2 separate regions of the Gossypium arboreum genome follow, and region 1 is linked to region 2. The links are chromatin contacts, called in public Hi-C maps. All regions are on one chromosome and are shown on one strand. The core of a region is the stretch at or near the end of the contact, and the rest is flanking DNA. Distances in the headings are between cores, read along the strand shown.

Evidence for each region. A called contact is a pair of places that touch in the nucleus more often than the background predicts.
Region 1: a Hi-C map of leaf shows a contact between it and region 2, with 2.8 times the contacts expected there. The contact joins the promoter of LOC108481069 here to the promoter of LOC108480511 in region 2. A contact is called at or near these places in 2 of 5 Hi-C or Micro-C datasets (both in leaf).

Annotation. Positions count from the first base shown.
Region 1 is chr1:16,669,034-16,671,796 of ASM2569848v2, reverse strand. LOC108481069 (protein JINGUBANG-like) reads right to left here and starts at 1,293. Exons shown (of 1, transcript XM_017784244.2): 1 at 173-1,293. The coding sequence starts at 1,280. The coding sequence ends at 186.
Region 2 is chr1:16,521,118-16,523,817 of ASM2569848v2, reverse strand. It overlaps LOC108480511 (probable pectate lyase 18), which reads left to right and starts at 1,343. Exons shown (of 3, transcript XM_017783534.2): 1 at 1,343-1,542; 2 at 1,632-2,372; 3 at 2,452-2,700. The coding sequence starts at 1,409.

The DNA.
Region 1 (2,763 bases), core at 44-2,543, 150 kb before region 2:
TCCACACGTTTTTGGTATTTTTAACCTTAAAATTAATTGATCTAAGATTTCTTACTTCATCCTGACCAAATTAGCTGAATTAAGGTTGGGATATTTATTAACTCAGCTATGAAATCATGAGTAAAAAGTAGAAGATTTGATATACATACAATATATAAGTATACAAACAAAATTATACAGAAAAATCAAGCAAGTTTTATTGAATTCATGGGAATTTTAAAGTTAGAACATATTGAGATCTCCCAAACCCTAATTTCTCCATCTAAACTTCCACTGCATATGGAAAACACACCCTCCAACACTCTTGTTTCAACTGCTACCAACGACTTCACAGGTTTTTCATGTCCCTCCAGAACTATGCTACAATGGAACCCACCACCTTCTTTCCCACCACGTTGCCAAACCCTCACCGTCCGATCTGATGATCCACTCACAAACCATTCCCCTACGTTGATCAAGCATAATATCGCCCCTTTATGATCCCACAATGATTCCACATATCCCACCTCATTCTCATCATCTCTTTTCTCCCACACCAGGATTCTACCATCACTCCCTCCTGAAAACAATATCGATCCCTCGTCGTTTAAAGCAAGCGCATTCACCGTCGATTTATGCTTGTCCAAGGTTCCCACTAAATTATGCCGTCTCTCCGCCATTTCCCAGATTCTAATCAACCCATCGGCGGAGCCGGTGTAAACAGTTCCATTACCGGAAACAGCCAATGTGTTAACGGCGTCTTCATGAGCTTTAACAGACTCTAAACAACGTTGGTTCTTTACGTTCCATATCTTGAAACTTTTGTCCCACGAAACCGAGTACATTAACCCCTTGGCGTCATTTACCATCAACCCCGAAACTGTATCCCAGTGTTGGATCCAAAGCTTCTTCTTATGACGCCGTACGTTAACGTAGTTCTTCGGCAACATGAAATTGAGGAACTTGTCTTTAACGGTGGGGAGAGTAGAGATATGCTGGTGGTTTTTGTAAAGGGTATCGATTTTCCAGATCCTGATCTTGCCGTCTTGATGAGCGGTGAAGATTTTGGTTTGGTTGAATGCGATGGACTTGACGAACCCGGTGGTGGGATCGTGGTTAAAAGAATCGACAAAGGAGTGATCGGATAAACTATAGACGCTGATTTCGTTGGCAGAGGAGGCGTAGAGGAGGTTAGCGTGGACGGCCAGGCAGTTGATATGGGAGCTCGGGGTTTTGAGAGTGGCGATGCGACGATGTTTCAGTGTTTGAAATGAGAAAATATTAGGGAATTGTGAAGACATGTTTCTGTGCAGATGGAGCAGCAAAAATGGTGTATGATTGGGTATATATAATATATAAAATGGCAGAGTGGGAAGGCTAGACAGGTGGGAAGTGTTGATTTGAAATGATGGGTCCCAATAAACTTTGATTTGCGGAGGTCTACATATTTTTCAGTGGACCCTGAAGTTGGTAATCATAGAGGTCACCTTCTAAGTTCTAACTCCATAACAACCATTTTAATGGGAGTTCTGTATTTTAATTTCTTAGGGTTTGTTTCACCGTACATGCAATGAACCAGGATATTTTTGTAAAAGCGATTTCTTTGATATCATCTTCCATTATATAAAATAATTATAAAAGGTGCAATGTTTTATGCAATTAAATATAAATCATGTTATACAAAATATTATAAAATTGGTCCCACTTACATCATATGAGTTCAAATCTTTTTTTCTCTAGTTAATTTGTTTAATTGTGTAATATGTTGAGTATGTTGTGGTATATGAAATATTGCAAGATAATTCTATAATGTTATTTTAGTTAACAAAATATTGTGTAATTAGAGATGAAAAACTTATTTTGGAAAGCTCACCTAAAATCTCTAATCAACGCATTCAATATTTATATTTTAATTTAGTTCTTTTTGAATTTTGAAGTATCAATTTTATTCAAATAGTAGTTCAAAATTTGTTATTAGTCGTGGATTTAATTCACGTTCTTCAATTTGATCACTTTTCTTTAGAGATCAAATTGATTACTTTTAATTCTTATACTTTTTAATAATAGTCATTAAACTATTAACTAAAATCACATAATTTTTTGTGAATATTATGTGTAAATAATTAACGACATAACATGACATTACATTACACATATGATAATATTTTTTCCACATAATATTCTAAAAATACCATAATTTAACTTAATAACTTTAAAGCTACCATTTCATCAAGACTATAATTCCAAAATTTAAAAAAAATTTAACCTTTTAAATATTGTTTAAGTGTAAATTGGTGACAAAGTTTGAATATAAATATAGTTAAAGTAGGGAAGTGTAAATTGCTGACAAAGTTTCAATTTGGTTTGGCATTTCGAACTTGTCTCTTTTATCACACTTTCCATTATATGTTTCAACGGTTGTGTTTTCATCCCCTAAAAGGAACATGGACTAGCCATCCAAAACATAGTGAGTAGATGTGTTCCATTTATGGTTCAATTTTGAATTTATTTTTTTTGAAATTTGAGGTGGACTGCATTTCAATATCTGAAAAATATATAATGTTAATATATCTTTATAAAAATATAAAAATTATCTAAATTTATCTCCAACCAATCAAATTAAACGAATAATTCGACCTATAGAGAATGAAATTGGAAGCAATGATTAAAGAATTTTTTTAACCAATAAAAAAGGGGAAAATAATACTGTTTGGTTTGTTAATTTTTTAATCTCAAAAAGGGGTTAAAGAAGCTTAATCATAATTAATTAACTAGTTAGTGCAA
Region 2 (2,700 bases), core at 94-2,593:
AGGCACCCAACTAGATTCGGAGGCTTGCCAAAATATTGAAAGGATTTGAATAAAAATATAAACTTAAAATGTGGAATTGAACAAAAAATGAGACCTATTTTTTAAATAGGTTAAACCTCAAGTAAGCTTTTTTTTGACCCAAACCAAACCAGGTCAAACTTAACTCAAATACACTTATAAATTTAAAAGATTTTATGGTCAATGTATTAAATAATTACTCAATCCTAATATAGTTTAAAAATTTTCCAACAGCAATTTTTGTTCTTATAAAATTGACCATTTGGTGAGTTTTCCAAACTGACATTACAACATTTATGAAGCCATTAACTGAATTTTAATTCATAACTTCCATCTTCTAATGTGGGTTTTCAATATGAAGTTTTATAATGTTGATATTTAATAAAGACAACACCATTATTTTCACCCTTTAGCGACTAAATGAAGCAACCTTGTAAAAACATTAACCAATCAACCAACAATCTCGAATTTAAGTTTAGTAATATTCAACCATATCCCATCCTTTGAACACTTTTTTATGAAATAGCTGCCATAACCAAATATGCTAACTAACCCTCTTCAAACTTACAATCTAGGTGGAAAACACCTAAAACAACAACCCTGAAAATGATTTGGGTAAATTACAACATTATCACATTATAATTTGATCACTAAATTATTTAAAAGTTTTCATTTAAGTCACTGAACTATTCAAAAGTTTTCATTTAAGTCATTAATTTTTCTAAAGTTCTACCAGTGAGCTCCAAGCAATGAGCCAATGATCAATATGGTGGATCAGTATCGATCAACAAGTAGAACAACATACGTTAGATCCAAATTGTTATGACTGTCAGTGTCGGATATCAGAAAAAAAAGTTGTTTAAATTTTTAGTTTGCAGATTCATGATATCCAAAATTGTTTCATGAAAAAAAATTTTGAACTGTAAAAGAGAATGAGAAAAAGAGCCTTTGATTAATGTATGCACTACGAACAAAGAAAGTCATATAATATCATTTTTTAACAGCCTAATGACATGAATAGTTCAGTGATCAAATTCTAACTATTTTTTAATTAAGTGATAAAAAAATTTAGTAAGTAAGCATTGTAGTTTACCCTAATATTATTTTAGTTTTATAAAAATTTAGACAATCTTTTTATATATTTTTCATGTAAAGGATAGTATTTCAACTTTTGACTATTTGGAGCAGCTTTGTTGAGGGCATTGCTTAGCAGTCAAAAACTACCAACAGGGAATTCCGTAAAAACCTGAAATCACCGAAGCATAGACGACCCTACATGTTTAGTTTAATCACGCCATTGAACAAGGCTTTTAATCCTCTTTATAAACACCCCCTTCTTCTCAACCTCCCTCCACCACCTTGCCTCACAAAACAAGCAAACAAAGGTAAAATGGCAAGGACAATGGCAATGGCGATCCCTTCACTTCCTCTTCTCTTCCTCTTTACATTTCTGCTTCTACTCCCACTTCTCATTTCCTCTTCCCCTGTTCAAGACCCTGAGCTTGTAGTCCAAGATGTTCACAGGTAAAGAAACTACACCTCCACTTTTCCATTTCCATGTCATCTCCATTAATACTCCAAAGGAATTAACTTTTGTGGTTTTTGGGTGGCAGGGCCATCAATGCGTCCAGGAGGAACCTAGGGTATCTCTCCTGTGGAACCGGCAACCCCATTGATGACTGCTGGAGATGTGACCCCAACTGGGAGACTAATCGCCAGAAGCTAGCTGATTGTGCCATTGGGTTCGGCAAGAACGCCATTGGCGGAAGAGATGGTAAGATTTATGTGGTCACTGACTCGGGCGATGATGACCCCGTTAACCCCAAACCAGGGACATTACGGCATGCGGTGATTCAAGACGAACCGTTGTGGATCATTTTTGCTCGTGACATGACCATTCAGCTAAAAGAAGAGCTGATAATGAACTCATTCAAGACCATCGACGGTAGGGGCGCCAGCGTTCATATTGCAGGGGGTCCATGCATTACCGTTCAGTATGTGACCAACATTATCATTCATGGACTCAACATACATGATTGTAAACAAGGAGGGAATGCTATGGTGAGGGACTCCCCACGTCACTATGGTTGGAGGACCATATCAGACGGTGATGGTGTGTCCATCTTCGGTGGTAGCCATGTTTGGGTTGACCATAACTCCTTATCAAACTGCAAAGACGGCTTGATTGACGCTATCCATGGCTCCACCGCTATCACCATTTCCAACAATTACATGACTCACCATGATAAAGTCATGTTATTGGGACACAGTGATTCGTATACTCAAGACAAGAACATGCAAGTCACTATTGCCTTTAATCACTTTGGTGAAGGCCTTGTCCAAAGAATGCCACGGTAATAATAATATTGCTACTATGGTCAATTAGGATAAATATCAATAACGGATTACTTATATATTTTTTCGGAATTACAGATGTAGACATGGGTATTTCCACGTGGTGAACAATGACTATACTCATTGGGAAATGTATGCCATTGGAGGAAGTGCTAACCCAACAATAAACAGCCAAGGGAATAGATTTACTGCACCTAACAACAGATTCAGCAAAGAGGTGACCAAACATGAGGATGCACCGGAGAGTGAATGGAAGAGCTGGAATTGGAGATCGGAAGGTGACCTAATGGTAAACGGTGCATTCTTTATCGCGTCGGGTGCTGGCGC